2 separate regions of the Mus musculus genome follow, and region 1 is linked to region 2. Evidence: chromatin contacts called from public ChIA-PET data. All regions are on one chromosome and are shown on one strand. The core of a region is the stretch at or near the end of the contact, and the rest is flanking DNA. Distances in the headings are between cores, read along the strand shown. Region 1 holds the start of Sun1 (Sad1 and UNC84 domain containing 1). Region 2 overlaps Adap1 (ArfGAP with dual PH domains 1).

Region 1 (6,896 bases), core at 3,728-6,227, 100 kb after region 2:
TGCCCTCAGGCGAAACCACCTGCGCATGGTAGTAGGTACAGAGAATCCCCACACCCCTTCATGAACAACACAGTATTCAATAGCCACTTGTAGTGGCTCACATCTGTATTCTCAGCTCTTTAAAGATAAACTCCAAAGGTACAAAGCTGACCCCACCTTGCCAAAATATCATAGTGTGTGGGTGTGGTTCAGGGGGTAGAATGCACATTTCTCATACACAGGCACTGGGCTGCATCCCTGCACTGCATAAACCAGGTGTGGTGGTGTAATCCTGTAGAGGCAGGAGGGGCACACACTCATCCCGAGCCAGGTCAGTCTGGGAGGGAACTCCCTGAATGCAGCACACAGGCAGCATCACACCTGAAGGCGAAAAGACTTAATGTTCCCAAGTGCAGGAAGGAAAAGGACAAGACAGCAGTGGATCTCACAAAATTCAAGCCAGAGCAACTACTCAAGACAAGGGGAGAAAAGGGGTACAGACCGGAAAGACAGTAACAGTAACAGTGAGGCAACCTTTACTCTCAGCTGACAGGAGTTCATAGACAGAATAGCCTAAAGCTAACAAATTCAGCAAAGTGGCAGGATGCACAGCCACACAAAGCTAGCTGTGCTTCTCATGCTAGCAATGAACAAGGGCTAAGTGGAACTGAGAATTCCTTCCAACCGTACAGGCAAGAAAAGGCCTTGGGAATCAATTTAACCTCCCAAGGGCAGAACTGGGCACTGAATGCCACAAGGAAATGTAAAAAGTCCAAGAACAGAAAGACTCACTATCCTGACAAGCAATGCTGCCCAAAGGCTATACAGATGTGCTGTGACCCTTGTCACTATCCCAGGACCATTTCTGCAAACCCCGGAAAAGCCGTTCCTCATTTACACAGAACTGCAGAAGGTTCCAGAGAACAGGTAAGTCTGGAAAAAGGAGCTGAGCTGAGAAATCCACTGCAGGCCAAACAGCCCTGACATACAGGCAGACATATTCCAACAGAAAGTATACAGGGTCAAAGGTTAACCTTCCTTCTGAAGCCAACTGACAAGGGAAGAAAGTCTCTTTCTGCAAATGCTGCTAGAACGGTTGAGCTTCTATGGAAAGAATTAAGTCAGATCCTCAGACATCATAGCCCACAATGAACTCACAACAGATCAAAAACCTAAACAGAACCACAAAAACTATCAAACTTTTACAAAGGACATAAAAAGACAAGTCTTCATGACCTAGGGTTTGCAATACACCCACCTAAAGAAAACAGAACTTTATTACTTCAAGCATTAAAAATGCCCAAGAGGCACGGGCAGAGAAGTCTCTTAAATTTGAGGCAGCCTGGTGTACAGAGTGAGTTCCAGGCCAGCTAAGGCTATACAATGACACCCTGCCTCAAACAAATAAACAACAGCACAACAAACACTATCAAAAAGATGACCACCGCTGGCAAATGGCTCAATGGCTAAAGCATTTGCAACATAAGCCTGATGCCCAGAGTTCATCCCCAGGACCAATGGAAAGTGAAAGAGAATTTAATCCACAAAATTGGCCTCTGACTATACACACACATGCCCATACATATCACACACAAATAATAATTAGGGGAGGAGTCAAAGGTGAAGCAAACACCAGTCATACTAGCACCCAGGAGGCTGAGGCAGAAGGATCATGACTTTGAAATCAGTCTGAGATTATGGTGAGATGCTACCTCAAAGAGAGATGTAGATAGAGGTGGGGTGGTACTTGTGAGTCAGGTATGTGTATCTGGAATGTATTAACAACTTTCACAAATCATCAAGACAACCTAACTAAAAGACAGGGACAGGCTAAGCATGATGGATCACACTTTTAATCCCAGCACTTGGGAGGAAGAGGCAAGTAGACCATGTGTTCCAAGTCAGCCTGGTCTACACACATGCACATGTGCACATGGACTGGGACAGGGCAGAACAGGCATCTTTCCAAAGACATACAGACGGCCAATGAGGACCTAAAACAAAAATTCACACACATCCCTGTGTCATCTGGGAAATGCAGACCAAAGTCAAAGATATACTTCACTGAGATGGGGTGAGTGGGTGGACGGAAGGAAACCAAGCATTAGGAAAGATATGGACAAAGTGGGCCGTCTCCCACATTGTGGGTGGGAGTGTAAAACATTCAGCTTTGCGGAAAAGCAGACTGGATGCTCCGCACAGAATTAAACATAGACTTACCATGTGAGCCAGCAAGTCTACTCCTAGGTCTATACTCCAAGAACTAAAAACAGGTGTTCAGGGGCTGGAACCATGGCCTAGCCAGTAAAGAGTCAGAAACACAAAAATTGCCAGGCAATGTGGTGCACACCTTTAATTCCAGCATTTGGGAGGCAGAAGCAGGTGAATTTCTGAGTTCGAGGCCAGCCTGGTCTACAGACTGAGTTCCAGGACAGCCAGGGTTACACAGAGAAACCCTGTCTCGAAAAACCAAAAAAAAAAAAAAAAAAAAAAAAGAATTAAGTTCCAGTGAGAGACACTGTTTTAAAAATTAAAAATTAAGGAAGCAGGTGCTGCACGCCTTTAATCCCAGAATTTGGAAGGTTTAGGCAGGAGAATCTTTGAGTTCAGGGACCAGCCTGGTCTACAGAACCAGGACAGCTGGAACTACAAAGTGAGACCCTGTCTTGAAGAAAACAAAAAACAAAACACAAAAAAAAAGATTAAAAACAAAGATAGAGAATGATTGAGATAGGCACCCTACATCAACCTTAGGCCTCCACAATCTCTCTCTCTCTCACACACACACACACACACACACACACACACACACACACACGAAAACAGGTGTTCAAACACAAACTTGTTCCCATGTTCCTGGCAGCACTAAATCCACTGATGTGGATAAAGAGGATTTAATAAGGCCTTCGAGGAGGTTCAGTGTGACTGCGACCACACTTGATGACCTGAGTTTAGTCCCCCCCAGGAGTTACACAGGCGAAGGAAACAAGTGACTCCAGTAAATTGTCCCCTGACCTCAGCAAACATTCATGTGAATAAAATGTGATAGAAAGTATTTGTTAAATATTTAATAGGTCCATACAGTGGGAAACAATTCAGCCACAGAAAGTAATAGAGTAGGGGCACATGCTACACAGCACGGATGAGCCTTAAATGAGTTAACTAGAACAGGCGCACACACAGGCTGTAAGCAGAAGCTAACGGACAGGGAGGAGGAAAGCGGGTGGGCTCTGGCTTTACCTTTAAGGTGGTGAAAAGCCGTGGAACTAGATAATGGTGATAGTTGCATAACGCTGTATACAGTTAAAAGGGGAGTCACCCACCCACCCACGCATGCACGCACGCAAGCACACACAGCAGCTGGCTTTCACATTCATCCCCTTTCTGCTCTCTCCCAGGAAAAACAAAGGGTAAATAAATAAACTGAGGCCGCCAACCTTCGGGAAATAAAAAGTACCTCTCCAAATCTCTGGCCCAACTCTCCAGTGAGGACATGGGACCACACACCTGTGACCCCAGCACTGGGGAGCTGGAAGCACAGCACCCAGATTGCAACTAAGAGCCTGCTGGAGCTACCAAAGACCTACCCCCAACAAAAACCTAACGACCAAAAAGGTAGGGCAGACGATCCTATCAGACCCTCTGGTGACTAGAGCATAGACTCATGCCCAGTCCCCACAGCCTGGGTAGAGTTCTCCACAGCCTGCACGCTATAAAAGTGCCGGCCTGAGCCGGGCAGTGGTGGCACACGCCTTCAATCCCAGCACTTGGGTTCAGAGGCAGGTGGATCTCTGGGTGTTCCAGGATCACCAGAGCTGTATAGAGAAACCCTGTCTCGAAAAAGCAAAGAGTTCAAGACTGGCCTGGCCGAGGAAACCAAAAGAGAGAAGAACCAGAAATTACTGCAACTCTGCTCAAGAACATACCCAGGGCTGGACCCACAGGGCTGTGCACACCTGTGATCTAATCCTAGGTACGTGGAAGCAAGAGGGTTAGGAACTCAAGATCATCTTCTACTATATAGTCAATTCTAGGCGGGCCTGGGCTATCTGAGGACCTGTTTCAAGATGCCAGCTTAGTTGCACACATCCCTTTTACCCCAGCACTTAGGAAGCAGACACAGTCTGGATCTTTGTGAGACCAGCCTGGTCTACACAGCCGAGACAGTCAGAAGTACGTAAATGAGACCCTGTCTCCTGACACAAACAAAGGACCGAAAAGGAACATGAGGTTGGGACGCAGAAAGAAAAAAGAAAAGACCTTAGGAGAGATCTAAAATGTATGAACAGTCAGGTTAAAATTCGACACCGGTGCAATGGACGGAATGGTAAAATCTAATTAGTATTTGGTCCAGGAGGCGCGAAGCGCACACCGCAGGACTACACTTCACTCTACACAGCGGGGAGCACCAAAGTTCGCCGGGCTGACTGCATCGGGTCCCCCCGGCTGCATCCAAAAAAGCTCCAGCGGGCCAGCTTTGGTACCGTCCTGCGTGCCGGGCTGGGGGCGAAGGCAACTAACACGGGATAACAAGCTGGTGGCAGGGTGTGCAGGCCAGGGACTCGCTACCGGGCCCGCGCCCATCGCCGCACCTACAACACCTGTGCCCCAGAAGGGAGCGCCCCGGGGATGGCGCCTGCGTGGGTGCGCCTCGACGGGTGGCAGGAGACCCCGGAACCCAACACGCAGGGGTCCGGGGCGAAGGGGAACCAGAGTGCCCGGGCACACGAGACAACTGGACTCAGGGCGCCGGGGCGCGCGCGGCCTGGCAACGCGAAGGGCGTCACGCGCGTCGTGGCCAGTTGGCGGTTCCCACTTGGGGCCATCCCTGCAACCTACATCCCGGCCCGCCCTGAGACAGTCCCTAGTACCCGAGAGGAGTCCGCAGCGCCCACCCGCCTACTCGTCCCCTACAGCCCGCTGGCCGCAGCTCACCTGCCTCGCGCCGCCGCCTCAGGCCTCGTCCGCACCGCCCAGGCCCGGGACCGAAGACTCCCCACATCTACAGCCAATCGCGCGCCGCGCCGGGATCGGAGGCGGGAGCGACGCGAACGTCCGTCAATCCCAAGCGCGCCTGCTGAAGCTCCAGGCCAATGGGGAGGCCGCTGACCCGCCACGGCCCTGCGGGGGGCGGGGAAAGGGCGGGACGTGTGGCGTCAGTGGGCGGAGCGGGCGCGCTGGGACTTGAGGGGCCGCACCTAGGGAGGCTGCTCCTCTCCGGTGGCGTTAGAATTAGGATTCTGTGCAGAGGCGCACGCGCGCGCTGAGTTCCAGGCAGGGCTTCAGTGGGCCCAGAAGATCCGACTCCTGCTGAAGGAGCAGTGGGCTCCCAAACACATCCTCTTCTCAGTTGTCCCCGCGTAGCGTTTGCAGGAAACCTCCGACGCCCTGCCCTGCCCTGCCCTGCGGGCTGGAAGCCAGAGCCTTTTCTCCTGGGGACTCCACCCACCAGGCCCTCTCTCACTTGCGCAGTTTTGCAAAACCTTGAATTGCATTTGTTTTGTTTATAGGCAGGGTTTTATTCTGTAACCTTGACTGCCCTAAAACTCTACTGTAGACCAGACTGGCGTTGAACTCGCAGAGATAAGCCAGCCTCTGCGAAGCAGGACTTACAGGCGTGTGCCACCACGCCCCTCTTGGTTTTTCCTTTTTTAACTGTCTCACTGTGGCCTAGAATTCACGACATAGCCCTGACTGACCTCCAGTTTGCCACAATCCTCCTGCTTTATCCTCCCAAGCACTGAGATTACTACCATATGCCACAGGCAGCTGGCTAGCTTTCACTCTTTTCTAAAAGTGTGTTTGTGTGTATGTCTGTTTAAGTGGATGATGAATGTGTGTGTGTGTGTGTGTGTGTGTGTGTGTGTGTGTGTGCCTACAAAGGTCTCAAATGCCCCAGAGCTGCCAAAAGGGGATGCTGGCAACCAAACTACAGTCCCCGAATGACCAGCAAGTGCTCTTAATGGCTGAGCCATCCTTCCAGACCTTGGCTTTTACATTTTAAAAAAATTAATTAATTTTTTTTTTTTTTTTTTTTAGAGAGGGTCTCCATGTAGTCCTGGCTGCCCTGGAACTTGCTATGTAGCTCTGCCTGCCTCCACTGGGACCAGTAGCACTTACCACCATGCCTGGCTGGTTTTACACTTTTTAGAAAGGGTCTGGAGCTGGGAAGATGGATTAGTTAGTAAAATGTTTGCACTGTAAGCGTAAAGACCTGAATTCAATCTCAGAATACGAATTTAAAAAAACCAAAAGCCTAGTGCTGTATGTTTGTCATCTCAGTGCTGGAAAGCAGAGACTGGAATCCCTGGAGCTTGCTGGCCACCAAACTAACTTAACTTGATGGGAACCAACCCAATGAGAGATCCTGTCTCAGAAAACAAGGTGGATGGTGGTTCCTAAGGAAAGACACTAGTGAAGGCACATGCATGTGCACACATCTACACACAGACAGGGTCTGTTGCCATTGATGGCTTGGGATGCCTCTCTTTCCAGCCCAGTGCTGGGATTACAGGCATGTGCCCACATAGCCTGCTGCTGCAGCTTGTGATAGTCACTCAGGATGCACACACTCACCTCCTTATATGGCAAGCGTTTGACAATATGTTGATTTTTTCCACTGGCAAGTTGAGAGACTTTTCTGTAATAAATGTTAGAGGCTTTCGAGCCACATGGATATTTGTGGCAAACATTGAAGTCCACTATTAGTCAAGTGGGTGGATTTGGCAGGGCAGCTGGCTGGCTCCGCAGGCCAGAGAGCCCATTGTTTGCTGAAGCCTGGGCCAGCTGCTGGACATTTGGATTTTGTCAGTTAGAACTGTTGTGATTAAAGCTTTCTGTGCATTCAGAGGTAGATGTCTTTGTGGATATTTAGCGGTTTTGTCTTTTTTAATTTGACTTGTTTTTTTTTTTTAATT
Region 2 (7,242 bases), core at 3,118-5,617:
ATATCTGATATGTGACCCCAGTTCAACCCCTAAAGGGGTCATGGCCCACAGGTTGAGAACTGCTGCCCTGGTGAGTGGCTAGGCTTTGGCTCAGTGGTAGAGCTCTGGTCCAGTGTGCTCAAGCCCTCAGTTCTATCACCGCCACCCCCTGTCATGGCCCTCTATTGGATTCTATGTCCTACCTTCCTGACCTGACTTTCCTCATGGGCGTGCTCTGGACTCCTAGGTGAGCTTCCCTGACCTCTGCCCTTCCCTTCTAGATCCTGACTGGGCGTCCTACACCCTGGGTGTGTTCATCTGTTTGAGCTGCTCTGGGATCCACCGGAACATCCCCCAGGTCAGCAAGGTGAAGTCAGTCCGTCTGGATGCCTGGGATGAGGCCCAAGTTGAGGTATGAGTCAGGAGAGGGGCACTGGATGGAGAGAGGGGCATGGGTACCCTGTGTCCATATATGGGGATGACCCTAGCTCCTTCATCTCCAGGCAATGGGCCCCTTCAGGGTCTGGGCTGTCATAGGCTGTGGCATAGAGCACAAGCTTTAAGGAAACTTGGGCTGGCTGAAACTGACGGTTTCATGGCTGATCCTTTGAGGAGCCACGTGGTAACAAAAATCAAAGCATTTGTCCATCTATCCACCCACATTCTTCCATCTAGCTATCGACCCATCCATCCACCCACACTCTTCATCCATCTACCTACCTATCCATCCGTCCACACATCCATCCATCCATCCATCCATCCATCCATCCATCCATCCATCCATCCACCCACTCATCAGTTCATCTAGCCAACCAACCAGGCATCTGTCTATCCATCTTTTCATCCACCCATCCATCTGCCTACTCATCCACTCATCCATGTATCAATTTATCCTTACATTCAACTATCCCTCCATTCATCCTCCCACCCAGCTATATATATATATATATATATATATACATATATATATATATATACACACACATACATATATATATATATCCACCTATATATTCATCTACCCACCCATCCACTCATTCATCAGCTATGTATCCATCCATTCATGCATCTATAACTCCATACATTTACCCACCTGCCTTTCTATTCACCCCCATCCTTCCATGCATGCACCCATACCTACATACATCTATCTATTCACCTCACATGGGCACATACTGTGTGGCTGGCTTGGGGAGCTGAGCAAGGAATAGGCATTGCTGCCCTCTGGGAAGGCAGGGGTGGGAAATGGGTGTGAACACAGGCCCAGGACACAGGGTAGCTGCTGGGATGCTGTTAGTGTGGCAGAGTGTGTGGCCAGCATAGGACAGATCCCCATATAGAGTGTGAACAAACACTGACAGGTTGGGGAAGCATATTCCTAGCTGGGATGATGGGCTCTACTACTGAGCCACACCCCAGCCCCTCCCTGGGGATTCTAGGCAGGGGCTCTACCACTGAGCCACACCCCCAGCCCCTCACTGGGGGATTCTAGGCAGGGGCTCTACTACTGAACCATGCCCCAGCCCCTCCCTGGGGGATTCTAGGCAGGGGCTCTACCACTGAGCCACGCCCCCAGCCCCTCACTGGGGGATTCTAGGCAGGGGCTCTACTACTGAACCATGCCCCAGCCCCTCCCTGGGGAATTCTAGGCAGGGGCTCTACCACTGAGCCACACCCCAGCCCCTCCCTGGGGGATTCTAGGCAGGGGCTCTACCACTGAGCCACACCCCCAGCCCCTCCCTGGGGGATTCTAGGCAGGGGCTCTACCACTGAGCCACGCCCCCAACCTCTCACTGGGGAATTCTAGGCAGGGGCTCTACCACTGAGCCACGCCCCCAGCCCCTCCCTGGGGGATTCTAGGCAGTTAGACTTGGTAATCTTCCAAGTCACCCTCTTCACTGTCCTAGAGAAGAAGAGGGTCTCAATCTTTGTGTTAAGGGCAGACTGGCCTTGGTCCAGTGATTCCATGAGGCAGTACCAGCAGAGACACAATGATAAGATGCTGTTGTCTCTGGCCAGGCCTGACTCTGACTAGGAAAGGGAACGTCAGCCTAGGCCAGTTCCCAGGCTCTTGGAGGAGTCTGGGCTTGGACCACAGGCCCCCTCCCAGAGGATGGTACTCCTACTTTTCCAGCACTCTCTGCAGTCTTTCACATTTCAAGGCTTGTATACTGTTCTCAGTGTTCTTCAGTTGTTTGGTTGGGTTTCAGAGACAGGGTCTCATGTGCAGGCCAGCCTGGAACTTGTGATGTGTCCAAGGCTGACTTGGAACTCCTAATCCTCCTGTCTCTGGGGATAGTGAGTGTGTGTCACCATTCTTGACTTACTTTTTTCAAGATTTTTTTTGTCTAATATCTTTTAAAAAGTTTTTTTCTGTACTGGGAGGTGGTGGCGCACGCCTTTAATCCCAGCACTCGGGAGGCACAGACAGGAGGATCTCTGAGTTGGAAGCCAGCCTGGTCTACAGAATGATTTCCAGGACAGCCAGGGCTACACAGAGAAGCCCTATCTCTGAGTTCAGTCCCTGGGACCCACATGGTGGAGGAAGAAAACTGACTTCCAGGTCGACACTCACCTCTGTGTGTGAGCTGTAGCATGTGGGCACGGAAACACAGTAAACCAACAAACAAACATAAATAAAATTGAACGTGGTGGTGCACACCTTTGATTTCAGCGGAGGCAGGCAGATCTCTGAGTTCAAGGCCAGCCTTATTTACACAACAAGCTCCAGGCCAGCCAGGGCTACAGTATGGAGTCCCCGACTTTTAAAAAGTGAAATAGCCAGACATGGTGGTTCATGCCTTTAATCTCAGCACTCGGGAGGCAGAGGCAGGCAGATCTCTGTGGGTTTGAGGCCAGCCTGGCCTACAGAACAAGTCCAGGACAACCAAGGCTCTGTTGTCCAGAGAAACCCTGTCTCAAACACACACACACACACACACACACACACACACACACACACACACACACACACACACACTGAAATGACAGAATCTCACTCTGTAGCTGGCCTGGTACTTACAGTCTTCCTTTCTCAACCTTATGAGTACTTGGGATGACTGGCATCACTACCGAGCCTGCCTGCTATTTGGTGTGTTTTAATAATCTGCTACTGTTGTGCATGGGGGCACATTTGCCAGGCTCAGCGGAGGATTGACAGTGTGAGAGCCCCCCCTTCCCCTGGTTTTGGCTTCTCACCCCAGAGGCCGCCAGTGACCAGTGCTTTGTGCTTCCTTTGGAAAATGTCTGTCTGTATGCTCATGCGTGTCTTTAACCCACATATAGGGACTGCTTTGTCTTTCCTGTATTCTGCCATGGTCTCTAGAGTATGTGGACCTTGCTCGCTGTCTCTGCATGGACACACTTAGATCATTCTTTCTTTCCCCTTCTATTTCCTGTTTCTTTTTATCTTTCTTCTTTGTCCCCTTTTTAGGTTGTGAAAGACAGGGGTCTCATGTAGCCCAGGCTGGCTCTACCTCACTATGTAGCTAAGGATGACCTTGAACCTTGATCTTCCTGCCTCCACCTCAGAGTGCCGACCTTACATCTACATCACCACACCCTACTTCTTTTTCTCTTTCAGTTTTAAGACACAGTCTCTCTTTATAACCCAGAACAATCTCACACTCACAATCCTCCTGCCTCAGCCTCCTGAGTACAAAGATGGCCAGCCTCGGGTTACTTTCAGTCCTATCTCTCTGTAATGATTGGGTCCCCCAAGCTGCTTCTCAGTGTGACATTTGTGCTTCTGGGAACTCACTGTTGACCTACATTCTTGGAGGTGGAGGTGGAAGGTCCGAGGCTAGGCAGCTTGGCAGCTCGGGAGAGTCTTGCCGGATCCCGCCATAGAGGACTCCAGCGAAAGTAGAAGAGGTTGCGCCACATCCCAGCTGGTGCACCTGTGTGGACCTAGTGGTGTATGCTTTTCCTGGGGAAGTTGGGTCCTCATCTTGAGCTGAAGGTTCTGAGAGAGCTTTGCTCTCTCTCTCTCTCTCTGTCTCTGTCTCTGTCTCTGTCTCTGTCTCTCTCTCTCTCTCTCTCTCTCTCTCTCTCTCAAACTCACTCTATAGACCAGGCTGGCCTTAAATTTTGAAATCTGCCTGCCTCTGCCTCTCAAGTGCTGGGATTAAAGGCGTGCGCTACCACTGCCCGGTGGCTGAGAGAGTTTTTCTATCCTCAGCTTGCTCTTTGCTCTTTGCTCTTAGCGGCCCTGCCATCTTCATTGCTTTTACCCTCTTGGGGTTTTTTGACCTGTTCAGGAAACTCGCCCAACCAAGAAGCAGGCTCATAGAAAATAGATTTTCACAAGTGTCTTGGTTTTACTCATGGTGGTTTTTGACATGGAAATTTTTTTTTGTCATGGCTTAGTCAAACTGATCAGCCTTTCTTGTGGTTTACAGCATACTCAGACAGACTCAGAGAGCGACTGCTTGTCACCTAGTGCATATGCGTGTACAGGTGCAAGCGTGTGCAGAGGTCAGAGGACAGCCTTGGGTGTCGCACCTTCCCAGGCACCTTCTGCTCTTTGTAATAGAGCCTCTTGTTGGCTTGTAACTTTGCCAATAGGCTAAGCAAACTGGCCACTGATCTTGCACGTGTCTCTCTGCTTTCTATCTTGACATTGCTGGGTTACCAGGGAATGTCTCGGCATCAGCTTTTTACATGGGGTCAAGCTATCACATTTATGAGACAAGAACTTTAACAGCTGAATCACCTCACCTTGAGAGTTGAGGTTTTGTTTTGTTGTTTTATTTCAGTATCAGTTATGGATTCTGGAGTCTAATATCACTAGCCCCTCACTGGGGGATTCTAGGCAGGGGCTCTACCACTGAGCCACACCCCAGCCCCTCACTGGGGGATTCTAGGCAGGGGCTCTACCACTGAGCCACACCCCCAGCCCCTCACTGGGGGATTCTAGGCAGGGACTCTACCACTGAGCCACGCCCCCAGCTCTCACTGGAGGATTCTAGGCAGGGGCTTTACCACTGAGCCACACCCCAGCCCCTCCCTGGGGGATTCTAGGCAGGGGCTCTGCTGCTGAGCTCCATCTCCAACCCCTGAAGGTTGTTTTTAATTTTTAATTTAATAAACAGCAAGCACCTTTCTTCACTGAGCTATCTTGCAGGTATATGAGTTGCTTTTAAAATGTTACTACAGTTATATACTTGTGGGTTTGTGTGTGCATATGTGTATGTGTGAGGGTACACATGCGCATGGCATGTGTGGAGGTCAGAGGACAACATCCAGGAGTTGATCCTCTCTTGTGTAGGTTCCAAGGATCTAATTCAGGTTTTTGGGCTTGGTGACACTGAGCTACATCATTGACCCCTGAATTTAATGCATTTTATTATTGTGTGTGTAAATCCCTGTATGGTATGTGGATAAGTGCAAGCTCACACATGCCATACTGAACTTGTGGTCATCAGAAGATAACTTTCAAGACTTAGCTCACTTCTTCTACCACAGGACCAGGAATTGAACTTGGATCATTTGGTTGGTGTGGAAGGTATTTTAACCTGCTGGGCCACATCACTGGCCCTTCTGGGCCTTTTCTTTAGGGCACTCCTTTTATATCCTATTCTTCCCTGCTTACTGGGAGCCCATCCTGAGACAGGATGGATCTAGGAGTTCCATCCCAAGGGCAACATTCTGGGTCAGATGACCTTGCAGTGGCCTAAAGGGGAGCAGTTACCCAGAAGCCACCACTGTCCCAGGATCCAGGGGTCCCTGGCTCTGACCATGCTCCTCTCTCTTGCAGTTCATGGCATCTCATGGGAACGAGGCTGCCAGAGCCACATTTGAGTCCAAAGTACCGCCCTTCTACTACCGGCCCACGTTCTCCGACTGCCAGTGAGTACAGAAAGGCCTCTGTCAGGAGCTGGTAAACAGCACTGGGCCTGGCCCTGGGTGGCACTGGGCGGGCCTATGGGACACTCAGAGGGGACTGAGACTTTTAGTATTTGGGGAAAGATTATGGGACAGGCCCTCAGGAGCCCAGTGAGAAGGGCCTTGGCTATCTCTACTACCTGGCCTCTATCCATTTATGTATGTATGACTGTATGTATATATGTATGTATGACTGTATGACTGTATGACTGTATGTATGACTGTATGACTGTATGTATGACTGTATGTCTGTATGTCTGTATGTATGTATGTATGTATGTATCTATCTATCTATCTATCTATCTATCTATCTATCTATCTATCTATCTACCTGTTTTCCCTTTATAGAAGCATCTTGATCTGTAGGTAGCCTAAGCTAGCCTGTAACTCCTCACCCTCCTGCCTCAGCCTCCTGAGTACTAGAAAACAGGCATGAACCACCATCGTGGTTTTATGCTTGTAGCTTCTGGGTGTGCCTTAGAGCACTGGGGAGCTATCAAGGTCCCTTCTCGGGGTCCTAAGCGAACCTTGGGCCTCTTGGATGCTCCTGGTGGTTTGGGTGGGAGATGTAAGAAGCTACCTGATGGCACCAGCCACCTGGTATCAAGAAACTTCAGGAAGAGGGACAGAGAGGCTAGCTACCTACTTTCTCTCAGCCTCAGTTTCCCCACCTTCCAAGCTAACAAGGACAGTCATAATAAGCCAGTGACAACTGTGGGCTTGGTTCTTCCCTCCCTCTCTCCTAGGATCCCAGCCCTAGCTCCCTGTGCAAGCCCTTTCTCCTGGCATGTGTAGCAGAGAGTGGGGGAACTGGGTCCCTCTTGGCTTGACACACCCCCTATGAACTTCCTTCCAGCTGTCTGTCTCCCAGGGCTTGGTCCTGTGTGGCACCTCTCAATCCTGCTGAGCTGGGGGGCCCTTTAGATTCAGTCCTTAGATTCTCTACTGACTTCTTAGTGGTCTCAAGGTTCCTGAAGGGCAGGGCAGAGCAGGGCAGGGCAGGGCAGGGCAGGACATCCCACTATGTCTGTCTTCTGGGTACCTGGCACAGATAGCCACCCCTGAGGGCTCAGGAAATCAGGCAGAGTGGCAGAGCCTGGTCACAGGGGCAGCTCTGTTTATGAGGCCCCGTGTCCACCTGGCCTGAGTGTCCACCCAGCCTGGATGCCGACCTCCGCGCTGGTCCTCTCTCCCCTCTGAGCTCCTGGAGAGTCTCTGGGTCTGGCCATCCTTAGCAGCCTTTCCCTGGCAGGGTGAAGCATTTTATTTTAGCTCACATCCTCTCTAAGCAGAGTGGGGCAGAGGTCAGTCATACCCACCGCTCTGATGACCGGTGTGCTGTCATGGAGACCCAGTGTATGGACACCCACCGTAGCC

The links. ChIA-PET counts read pairs in DNA pulled down with a chosen protein or histone mark.
Region 1: an RNA polymerase II ChIA-PET map of memory CD8 T cells shows a contact between it and region 2, with 88 read pairs. The contact joins the promoter of Sun1 here to the enhancer-like site in region 2. A contact is called at or near these places in 7 of 115 datasets of contacts at active chromatin or transcription factors (CD8 T cells, the SCID.adh cell line, effector CD8 T cells and 2 more) and 3 of 9 other capture datasets (adipose tissue, liver and pancreatic islet).

The regions. Positions count from the first base shown.
Region 1 is chr5:139,198,718-139,205,613 of GRCm38.p6, reverse strand. Sun1 (Sad1 and UNC84 domain containing 1) reads right to left here and starts at 4,977. Exons shown (of 23, transcript NM_024451.2): 1 at 4,915-4,977.
Region 2 is chr5:139,300,891-139,308,132 of GRCm38.p6, reverse strand. Adap1 (ArfGAP with dual PH domains 1) reads left to right here. Exons shown (of 11, transcript NM_172723.4): 2 at 261-391; 3 at 5,738-5,829. Among named protein-coding and RNA genes, the nearest start is that of Adap1, 21 kb to the left of the region's middle. Within about 2 kb of position 4,367, at least 64 of the 459 cell types and tissues checked have an H3K27ac peak or open chromatin away from gene starts, as enhancers often do. A contact at or near this core is called in CD8 T cells, the SCID.adh cell line, effector CD8 T cells and 1 more, where this site is marked.